Linked DNA regions of Zea mays: region 2 is linked to region 1. A link is a contact called in public Hi-C data. All regions are on one chromosome and are shown on one strand. The core of a region is the stretch at or near the end of the contact, and the rest is flanking DNA. Distances in the headings are between cores, read along the strand shown.

Region 1 (6,333 bases), core at 3,353-5,852:
CGGAGTTCGCCGTCTTCCGGGGCTGAGCCCAAGTCCGAGCCCTGGGTCGGGCGGAGCGGAGTTCGTCGTCTTCCGGGGCTGAGCCCGAGTCCGAGCCCTGGGTCGGGCGGAGCGGAGTTCGCCGTCTTCCGGGGCTGAGCCCGAGTCCGAGCCCTGGGTCGGGCGAAGCGGAGCTTCCTATGGTGCCTTCGGCAGGGCCTGACTGCCTGTCAGTCTCACTCTGTCAAGTGGCACCGCAGTCGGAGTGGCGCAGGCGGCGCTGTCCTTCTGTCAGGCCGGTCAGTGGAGCGGCGAAGTGACGGCGGTCACTTCGGCTCTGCCGGCCGGGGCGCGCGCGTCAGGATAAAGGTGTCAGGCCACCTTTGCATTAAATGCCCCTGCGATTTGGTCGGTCGGTGCGGCGATTTAGTCAGGATTGCTTCTTGGCGAAGGCAGGGCCTCGGGCGAGCCGGAAATACGTCGCCGCTGGAGGGGGGCCTCGGGCGAGACGGAAATCCTCCGGGGTCGGCTGCCCTTGTCCGAGGCTAGGCTCGGGCGAGGCGTGATCGAGTCCCTCGAATGGACTGATCCCTGACTTAATCGCGCCCATCAGGCCTTTGCAGCTTCATGCTGATAGGGGTTACCAGCTGAGAATTAGGAGCCTTGAGGGTACCCCTAATTATGGTCTCCGACAACTTTTGAATATTTGCATAAATTTGATGGGATTTGCCTAAATAGGATTACCTAGAAATACCAACCCTATTCCTTAATTAACCTAGGATAAATACCATGCTTAGTAAATGTGCTATTGCTCAACTTGATCATCATGATGTCACTCTTTAATGATACTTTTGTTCCAGAAATGAAATTTGTATTATGATGTTAACCCGATGGTTAAACAAGATCATTTCATATTAAATGGAACATGGAGTGACCAGCCAGGATAACAGCGCAACCACGAGTACTATCATGGCTCTGGTTTTAGTAAATAGTTTTATAGACTTAGTGCTTAGCAACCCTACCTGAAAGATGGGCAAGAGGGAGCGACAATGGTTTGGTGGTAGCTAATGTTAACATGGAGTGGTAGTCTTAGCTAAGTTACCTCGCCCAGAGGGTCACCAATACTAACGTGGAAACCTTAGCTGGTGGCTTTGTACTAAGGATATTTTGTGAAAGCCTCATAATGGATCCCTAGCCATTCACCTCGGCAGTGTTTAAGGGTCTGTACAACCTTGTGGGTAAAGTTGTACCACCTCTGAAGAGTGTAAAACTGATATGTCAGTCGTGCTCATGGTTAAAAGCAACTTGGGCCCTCACATGATAATTAAACTTAAAGATGGAGAATAAATCGTGATCCGATTATTTTTATATGGTTTACTTAAGTGGTTTCACTTAAGTGTTTTTGAGATATAATCATATGCTTATGATTAATTGGGATATTTTGGAATACACTTACAAGTAGTAAGTTAGGCGTTGTTAATAAAATATTGACCAACTAAAATGCTTACCGCTTAACCTTAGCCTACCTTATTAACCCTGCATAACTCCTCCCACTTGCTGAGCCCCTGCCATAAGTGAGCTCACCCCTTGCTAAATTTTTGGATCAGAAGCTGATGAGGAAGACTGTGACGATGGTGATGACGAGTACTGAGTCTAATGATGCGCCAGTCATCTTCGTGTGGAAGGTTGCCCATGTTATATCCGCTGTACTTTGATGATGTTACTATTTAAAACTTTTAAAGTCTGGATGATGTAATAAAGTTATTATACTATCTTTTATGCTTTTATTGCATTGTCTTTTGATATATTACACTTGTGACGTCAACATATGTGTGAATAATGGATCCTGGCACACATATGCTATGCATTCGGTTTTGGCCCTAAAACTTGGTGTGATAGCTACGCCGCAGTCTACACTAGAGCCTTTGCCCACATGCTGACAAGACAAGGTGAAAGTGAATCTGGTCAGGAAATCAGCACAGTAACCAAGAGAGGACTTCGCTCCACCAGCTTTATTCGTTTATCCATGCTTCATATTATTATATTCTCGTGCCCACCTGTCGGGGCCCAGTGCACATGTACGTGTCTCCCTTAAGCTATAAAAGGGATGGTACATGCGCTACAATAGACAGACCGCTCTTGAGCCCACCCTGGGACTCGCAGAACGGGACATCCTCACTTGAAGACGTCTTCATCTAGATTCAAGCTTTCTTAAACACTCATCAATACAACTCACAGTGGAGTAGTGTATTACGCTCCGGCAGACCGAATCACTCTAAATCCTTGCGTGTTCTTGTGTTCGTCTATCTCATCAGACATCCTAGACTGCCCCGTTCTTAGAATTAGGTGGGTGCATTCCGCTAATCGGCTAGAGTTTACTCTCCGACATATCCCTTTAACCGTTTCACGTTTTTTGGTGAAGTTGGGGCTAACTTCACATTTTTTTTGGTTAAGTTGAGTTTGTTTGAAGTGGTATTGTTTGGTTAGAGGTTTGTGAAGCTGAGTCGAGTGAAGCAGAACCAAGACCCCCTTAGGCCCTGTTCGGTTTTCACGGATTGGAGCTCCGGAATGAATTCTAGCCGGATTACTTCTCTAATTTATATAGATTTTGATGAGCTAGAACGAATCCTGATCCATTCCTGGACAAGCGAACACGCCCTTATCTTTTTATGAATGCTAACAATCATAATTATATTAAAGTAGACAATAAAAAAATTGGCTGTGAATACTTCTTTTATTTGAGAGGGAATCCACGGATTGTAGCCGCGACCCAGCTAAATCACCGGCAACCGCAAGCAAATTACAAACGGGAGCACTGCACCAAATCGGCCTTCTCTGATTCTATTTCTTTCGTACCAACTGCCGCTTAAGGCTTAACAGAAGTAGATCAACAGTGTCAGGGCCCTCAGGTGCCCAGCGCAATTGGAGTGATGGGACTGATGGCATAGGGCCTCTAAATTTTTAGATCCTCAAATTTTTGAGTTTTCTTAATATAAATAATATAAAAAGATAAATGTTGTTTATTATTTTGTGAAATCTCGACTTTAAAATAGATAGTACGAGAGAACAAGAATATAAGAATAGATCGGATATATTTTAGATTGTTTTTTATCTATATATACTATATGTCTCCTGACCTATTTTTATATTTTGTACGGCGGAAAAAAAAAACAAAACTGCCTTGACAGTGTTCCAGTTCCTGGACTAGCATCAGAGGCGAGCATCTCCCAGAAAGCTGCACCCTGCACCCTCGATCAGCCCCGCCCATCTCGATCTCTCCACACATGCATGTCTTACGTTACGTGTCTGCATTTGAGGAATACATGTCCAGCATCTTCATCTACAGCCGCCCACACGTGACGCATGTGGCGTTTTGTGGCATCAATTGCAACTCATCTTGTGGCCAGATTGTATGTAGATGTAAGTTCAGAGCAAGGGAATTAATAAAGTTCGCTCCGTATGAAAAAAATGCTTAATTAAATTAAACCCTGTTTCGGACACGTTCAGCTCCAAACTTCGTGCTATGCCAGTAGTACGTGCCTGATGCCAGACTGGTGCGCTGATGATTGTCGTCGCAGTAGATACAGATTGGTGTTGCCTATGCCTAATAAAGTTGATGACTGTGATTGCACCACCGTAAAGCGCCTGCCTGCCTGCCTTGTCGTCAGTTGCACTTTTTGCTTGCCTTGCTTTGGTTGTGTGCCTGCATTTCAGACCACCACCTTTGTTGCATGCATGGTTTGCCTTTACCCCCTTGCCTTTCTGAAATCATTGCCTTTCTGAAATGAAAAGAAGAGGGGGAAAAATCTCCATCTGTTCTCCTTCTCTCTCTCTCTTAAAAAAAGCGCAAGGTCTGAAATCTGACCAGGTTTAATTTGTTCTCCCTGTATTTTTTTTAATTGGACCACTGGCGATATCGATTGCGCGCGAGTTGTTTTCAGCTGTCGCTGGCAGTCTAATCAAAACTCCTCTGACCTTGTTTTGTGGCCTACATGTTGTGGTACTAGCTAGTAAATCTTTCTGTTGATCTCTCGCTCTGGCTTGATTTCTTTATCTACCAAACAGCAGTAGTAGTTTGGTCGGAGGAAGTGAGCTAGGTTTGTCTCAGTTGCATACTTGCATTGCATGTACATCACTCTCAGTTCCATCACATGTATATATATATATATCATGTGGTTCATCAAGAAACAAATCCAAGAGAGAGAGAAGAAGTATACAAGTCTCATTAATTCAAGATGTTCATCAAGAAAAGAAAAATCCACATATATACTCAGAATCAGTTAGGTTTGATTTGCCAGCTAAAAGTGTGGATTGATGTGTGCTGCTTAATTCACGTCACGTACATCTCATTTGTGACCTACCACAAGCTACCCTTCTATTCTATTATTCTCTACCGGCGCCAAAGCAGGACAGAACAGATGGCGCCGGACATCCAGCAGAGGATTAGATTATATCAGCTGCCATTTTTTTAATTTGACCTTAATTAGCTTTTCTGTGTTGCATGCATGAGTAGAGCAGGCAACCCTTCACAGTTCACACGCCTAGCCGTCACCGAGCTCCAGCAGGCAGCAGGCAGGACGAGAGTGCTCTACATGTTTTTTCTTCTCTCTCTCCCAGTCTCCCTTCCTTCTTTATCCGCTTGGTTCGCTTTTCTTCTTTTCCTTTGGCATTCCATCGCATCTCAATCCTGTTACCGTTGTGGACTCCCACTCCCCTGTCTGTCTGTCGCGGTGTCGCCTGACACCTTCTTCTTCCTCACTCCCCCCTCAACCTCATCCCCATCCCGCCCTCGCACTTCCCACCCACCCCAATCCATCCATCCATCCACCCGTCTGAAAACCAAACCCACATTCACCAGCGAGCAAGCTTCCCCTGCCCTCCTCCGGCCGCCTCATTCTCGTTTCCATATAAATCTGTAACTGCAAGGACAACCCACCACAGGACACACGAGGTGAAAGGAGATCCGTGAGGAGGCGCCTCCCCCATGGCTGAGAAGGAGGGCAACCTCGAGGCCGTCCTCAAGGAGGCCGTCGACCTGGTATGTCTCTCCTCTCCTTCTGCCCCACCAATTTGTGTGTGTGTGTGTTGCACGATGTCTTGTTGGGAAGGAAGAAAAATGAAAGCTTCCGCCTTTCTAGTCCCATTTTCCTAGACCAGATTGCTGCTCCTCTTCTACGAAATTCGCATCTCTCTAGTCTAGAGTCTAGCCGAAGAAGAAAGAAAGAATGAAAACTTTATGCTAGCTGGTTTGTGGTCCTGAATTTTAGGTGACTGACATTTTGGCATAGTGACGTTCCATTTCTCTACCTACCTAGCTTTTTTTCCCCCATCAAATCTGCTTCCTTCGCTTCTCCTTTTCGCTTCTCTCTAGGAACTGGTACATCCTAGAGAGTAAGCATTTGGGCCATACTCGTTCCACGTAGTAGCAACAGTAGTAGGCAAAATTCTCTCAGAAGAGTTCGCGGCATCATAAGCAATTGTGTTGCTTTTCTTCTCTCTTCTCTGCAGGAGAACATCCCCCTCGAGGAAGTGTTCGAGAATCTGAGATGCAGCCGCGAGGGTCTCTCCACCGAGCAGGCGCAGCAGCGCCTCGAAATCTTTGGCCCAAACAAGCTCGAGGAGAAGGAGGTTTGTTTCCTTTTTACCCCAACTTGCTGGGTAGAACGCGTATAAATATATAATAGTTGCTTATAGCTGGGATTTTGATGGCCACAGGAGAGCAAATTCCTCAAGTTTCTGGGTTTCATGTGGAACCCACTGTCCTGGGTCATGGAGGCTGCAGCAATCATGGCCATTGCTCTTGCCAATGGAGGGGTAAGACACAGAAACCTACTAACAGACTTCAAAATTTCATCTATGATTGTGCTGTATTCTTAGTTGTAGTTGTCTTTTGATTATGTCATCAGGGGAAGCCACCAGATTGGCAGGACTTTGTCGGTATCATAACTCTGCTTGTCATCAACTCAACAATCAGTTTTATCGAGGAAAACAATGCTGGTAATGCTGCAGCAGCCCTCATGGCTCGCCTCGCACCTAAAGCCAAGGTTTGTCACAGACAACCTCTATGCAGTTTCACTGTGTTCCCAAGGAAAGCTTCATGCGTTTGCTGAGCCCTTCCAAAAAGTTTGAACTGACTTTCCTTTCTTCAGGTTCTTCGTGATGGCCGATGGACCGAGGAAGACGCAGCCATTCTTGTACCAGGAGACATTGTTAGTATTAAACTCGGAGATATTATACCTGCAGATGCACGCCTCCTTGAGGGGGATCCTTTGAAGATCGATCAGGTTCTTCCCATTGCCAACACCTGTTGTAAAATAACTTGGCCTTTGATGAGCTCCAGTGATCTTTTTCCTT
Region 2 (5,703 bases), core at 536-3,035, 220 kb before region 1:
ATAAATGACCAAGAAAAGGAGGTTTAGCAATTCATATAATACACAATTGTCACAACTCACAAATCTAACAAACAGACAAACAACAATCTGTGAAATCGTAAACGAGAGTAGCATCTAGACAGCTCAAGTAATCAATTTCAGAGGCAAGAAATCTCATGAGATTGTTAAAGAAGAAAAGAAGTTATAACTCATGATGTAAGGATAAATACAAAACAAGACTTAAGCCACTATTGTGCTAATGACTAGCTGGTACAGATGCATTGGCAGTACCCTTATGATATGGGCAAGATAAGGGACAACCAGACAAGCCACCAGCATCCAAGCATTAAGATAACTTTAGAGGGCCGAATACAAAACCCCTGCACATGGAAATTTCATATGCATATGGAAATCCAATCAAGACCCCTCTAATAACAAAAGCAAATGTATTTTTGGGCATCTCAGTAGTGAGCCTACTATATAGCACTATAAAAGCACTTAAATGGGTGTTTGGGATAGTTCTAGGTTTCAGCTCCAATGTGGACCTATAGTTTATAATATCAATTTAAATAATTTTAAAAGTATTTTAATCTAAATAATAAACAAAATGATTTATCTAAATATCTTCTAAAGACTTGCAGCTCCAGCTCCATGATTTTCTGGAGCACCTAATGATCTGCTCCACTAACTCCAACAAATTTTCTGGAGCTGGAGCTGTCCCAAACAGGGCCTAAGTTGGCAACTTTCTTGTAACAATTAGAATAGTAACACCTGACAGCTAGATGGAACATTATTACAACACGCAAAGAACATTCCCATTGGGCCGCAGCCATGGAGCTACTGAAAAGCATTATCAAACATGGGAGTCACACACAAATGTTCCCCATCAGACAAGATGCCTAGAGAGCAGTTTTACCTAAGCAGATGTGCCCGTTGCTGTAGATGTGTGGATGCATTGGCGCTGGATTGAGAAAAATGACCTGGAAGCAAAAGACGTGAATGGTTATGTATCATTCAATCAAATGAAATGAAGGGAAAAAGGATGAGTAGACGTAATTGACTAAATATGCGATCTTTGTCCAGAAAACCAGACCTGAGGTGCCTCCATAGGATAATGCTCAGGGAAGTCAACCTGCAACTGGTAGGTCTCGCCGGCGTAAAGGGTGCCCGCCGCTCCAGTGACCTCAATTACCCACCTGGTCAGTTATCGAGACATAATTATCTTATCAGCCAGGTAGTCCAAATCCACCTCCACAGAGAACATGTGAGATCAAAGAAAAGCACTAGATATCAAGAGCAAATATCAACAAAAGAAGAGGGTTCTTGAACGGTTGAACCCATCCATCTAGAAGAGACAGCAACAAGGCAAAAGAAAAAAAAAACTACATAAATAAAAAAAGGCAAACGCAATTGCAAGGAGGGCGGGATGCGATGCGAAAGGCGGCACCTTTGTAGGTTATCGGAGACCTTGTGCTTGAATCCAGCAGGGGGGCTGAGTTGCCACTCGGCGAGTTCCTTCTGCAGCCGATTGCAAGCGATCTTGCTCAGCGCCTGCACAGGAGAAAAGGGATAGATCGAATTGTTAGCCAAATCGAGACGAAAAACACCCGGGGCGCTCCCCGAGCGGCGAATCCAATGGACTGGGGGAGGTGAGCCCGGTACCTTTCGGGAAGGAGAGGAGGAGCTTGTCATGGTGGGGGCTTGGGTTCTTGGGGAAGGGAATCGACTTCTTGAGGAAAGACGGGAGGCGGAGACGAAGGCAAGGGAGGGAGAGAAACCGCTATTCGCCCTTATTTTCAGTTTCAGACTTGATGCTTCCGTTTTTTTTCTCTCCTTTTTTCCCTATTGAAAGAAGAACCTACTCACCTAGCATCATAGTCGGTTGGGGTTTTTCCCAATATACATATAACATTAAATATGCACTCCATTTTAAAGTAACTGCAAATCCCATTTTCCAAAAAAAAACTTTTTAATATATATAGAAAAATTTAGGGGAGCTGTTCTCCCAAAATAATTTAGGGGTAAGGATGTTTACTTTATAGTTCCTAAGTAGTACTATAATTTATAAGAATAATATAATATATTATATCATAATGTGTTTGGTTGTATTCATGAAAACTATATTTTTAAAATCATGATATTTTAGATTTCATGATATATTTTTAGTATTAAAAAACTTGAGTACAATCTAAAATTTTCATGACATGGCTAACTTTTACCTAGTTATCGTAGATTAAGATGTTGTTTAGTCTTTTTGAAGCTGGCCAAAACTATAGTGTCATAACAATTACATACAAAATTACAAAATATAGTATTAAAGCTATAGTTTTGAAAAATATTGTTACTAAGAACATCTCCCAATAGAAATCCTAAACAGAGTTATATTTTGAAATATATGATTTTAGCATAAAATTGCGCCAACATGAATCCTATTTATAAAAATTCATCAAATAATTATAGGATGCGTCTTCTCATGTCCTAAATATAGGAATCCATATGATAAAGCTTTATCCTTATTTTCTACTGTATTCATATACTTTTATTTTTTTTAATAACATGACCTATTTTTCTAATAATATGGTATATGACTTAACTGTTAGAACTGTAAATGTTTTTATAACCCTAAACACTTTAAATTTGGTTCTATTTTAATTTTTAGAACTCAAATATAGTACTTTTTGTTGGAGATATCGCATACATCGTATTCAAATGTCCTTCAAAAGATCTTCAAGAACCGTACAAAACGTTAACATAGAAAAGGCCATAGGGTCAACATCATATAGGTACTGTGTATTGACGGTCCAATTGCGGCCAAGGGGGCAGAACGGCATCACCTTTTCTCTCAATTGCCTTTTTTGATTTGATCTGATGCCAATTCCACTTGATGTGCATTCATCTTGTTCTGCCCATTGGCACGTGCTCAATAGATTCAACGGCCTGCCAATTCAATCATGACATATGCGAAATTCGTGGTTGATATATGGTCGGGGAATGGGTCAGTTTCCGATCAAACAGTGATGTGACAAATCATATAAACAAAGCAGGCCTAAAATACAGATTTGGTGGACATTATGAGTGTTCGGCTCATGGAAAAATCATAAATCTTTTTTTTTCAATTAACAATAAGGAAAACAAATATGATGACGTCATACCCCTTGCTTTTATTATGCACGGCCTTGATCTTGGGCCTGTTTCATTCATATATACGAAAGATTTTAAATTGAAGAGGAGGACCAAGGGGAGAGATAAAAATAGCTAACATTTAGAGAAAAAGAAATTTTGCAACTCAACGATCAAGCCATGGAGATCATATATGAAGCCTCATTTGAAGATTTAGGGTGTGTTTGGTTGCGAGACAGGCAGAACAGTAACGTCCTCTGTTGTCCTCTCTTATCCCTCTATTTTTGAGAGATAACTGGAGACAACACTAGGATAGTTCTGTTCGAACCCTTGATCCTGAACCAAACAACCTTTTTTGAGGGATCGTCTCATCCCATCCCGTCATGTCATTGCAACCAAACGCACCATCCATGAGGTGCGGAAGACTCATACGAAGGCACACCGGTCGTGAAAAAAAGGCAGGATATACATATTTAACGATTGCCAATATTCGAGTAAAGGTTAATCCACTTGTTATAGACTTATAACAATTACCAAAATTATGCACGGAGATTTCTTTTCTAAAAGCAAATGGCAGGAGCTTCCATTTAAGAGAGAAAAGAGTTAAGAAGCATCAAAGACCACACACATCAGGAGCACATCTCTTGCATGAAGAGACCCATAGTTGAAACCAATAAAAATCAAAAATCAAAAGGTGAGGTGACTAGCGATTAACAGCACTCCAGAAAAGCGAAATACTCTTATTTTTTCGACCACTTGCAACACCGACAACGAGCTATGCTAAAAAATCCTTCTATTACGCTCTTTCTAAACGTTCCACATGGTGTAGATCGTGATTCCATTGAAGTATCTTCTTCGGTCTTTTGTGATATTGTCGAAATTTGATGGGTCTACTTAATGTGGTAAGACCACCCCTTTCTAGGAGAAGGTTCGTTGATGCTGTCGAAATTTGATGGGTCTACTTAATGCAGTAAGACCAGCCCTTCCTAGGAGAAGTTTTGGTTCCCGACATCAAGAGCTTCCTAGGAGAAGGTTTGGTTCCGGACATCGAGAGCTTCCTAGAGAAGGTTTGGCTCCATACATCGAGAGCGAAAGGGCATTGCAAGGCGGAGATTTCTGTTAGAAAAATAGGCATTATTGAAAGGAAAATGAGCCTAAACATTTTCTATAATCAATTTTGGTGTTTGACGTCCATCACAAACCACGTGGACTAACTAGTTTGCCTAATTGTCATTTATCTCACGTGCATAAAGTTCAACATAAATGTTGGGGACCTTCGGCATCCGAAGGTCCTCAAAAACAGGATTTAATAGCGTTTCTAGAGTATAATGTGTGAACAGGTATCTTCGGACTCAAATCAGGCATCACAGTAGACCAGAATAATACGAAGGTTGGTGAAGCGCCGAAGGTGTAAGCAGGGAAGCTTCGGCGAGACAGCAGCAGTTGAAACCGACTTAAAGATGAAAAGGCTATTTAGACCTCGACAGATTACTATAGGATTATTATCAAGTGTAAAGGGCATTAATGTAATTTTGTACGGGCTGCGTCCCGTGCCTATAAATAGGTGAACAGTACTCCCGTACTGTTCACGCTGACTTGGCATTCGCTTTTTGCGTCACGCTTGTACTGTCATCTCATTCCGATTGAAGGTACACTTGTAATTCAACGGTATTTCTGTTTATACCTAATAATAATATATAATTGTTCATGTTGTCTTTTATATCCTTTATATTTCATCCTTCGTCATTGTTTAATGAATTTATGAAGGTACGTCCTTCATAACCTTCGTCCGTAAACCATTATATCCTAAGGGAAATAATGCTTTGGAGGACGAAGGACCTTAACGATTAACATTTTCTATGTTGCATTGTTCTTAACTCATAGCACTTGAGAACAAGTCCCCAACATTGGCGCCCACCTCCGGTGAACTCACTTCCACTCTCAGTTTTTTGAACATCTTCGGCGATCATAAACCTTCGTCATGGCGCCGAAGAAGGCTTCAGCGACTGGGGCTGCAGCTCTGCAACCACTGGACCACAATCAGGAGACAGTCTCCCTGCGGGAGGCCCGAAGCCAGAAAAGGAAGGCTGTCAGCCCGACACCACCAGAGGACGAGATAGATCAAGAAATCAGAGATATGGAGATGCTTCATCAACAAGTACAGAGGAAGAAAGAAAAGATGGCCAGGCTAGCTGAACTGCAGAGGCAGATAGACGAAGCCTCTGAAGAAGTTCGTCATCTTGCCCAGGATGAGCAGCACCGAAGGCCTCAACACCAAGATCTTCATCAGGAGGGTTTCCCCAACGAAGATGACTGGTATGACAATTTCCATCATGGGAATTTTGTTTTTGATGATGCTTCTCCTCTGTCCGCTGAGCTACAGGCTACACCTTGGCCTCCGTCCTACAAGCCGCCCCAGCTTCCTGTATTCGATGGCCACTCAGACCCGAAGCAGTTTTTGATGAGCTACGAAGCAACAGTATCTTCGTATGGTGGCAATGCTTCAGTCATGGCCAAATCTTTCGTTATGGCTGTCAGGAGTGTGGCTCAAACCTGGTATTCCTCCCTTCGACCAGGAACGATCACTTCGTGGCAGAAGCTGAA

Evidence for each region. A called contact is a pair of places that touch in the nucleus more often than the background predicts.
Region 2: a Hi-C map of endosperm shows a contact between it and region 1, with 3 times the contacts expected there. The contact joins the promoter of LOC100272309 here to the promoter of LOC100502231 in region 1. A contact is called at or near these places in 2 of 25 Hi-C or Micro-C datasets (ear and endosperm).

What each region holds. Positions count from the first base shown.
Region 1 is chr3:106,874,992-106,881,324 of Zm-B73-REFERENCE-NAM-5.0, reverse strand. It overlaps LOC100502231 (ATPase 4 plasma membrane-type), which reads left to right and starts at 4,602. Exons shown (of 21, transcript NM_001323633.1): 1 at 4,602-5,017; 2 at 5,488-5,607; 3 at 5,695-5,793; 4 at 5,886-6,023; 5 at 6,129-6,263. The coding sequence starts at 4,964.
Region 2 is chr3:107,092,022-107,097,724 of Zm-B73-REFERENCE-NAM-5.0, reverse strand. LOC100272309 (ubiquitin conjugating enzyme 1) reads right to left here and starts at 1,785. Exons shown (of 6, transcript NM_001146794.1): 1 at 1,642-1,785; 2 at 1,427-1,530; 3 at 1,073-1,175; 4 at 896-959. The coding sequence starts at 1,671.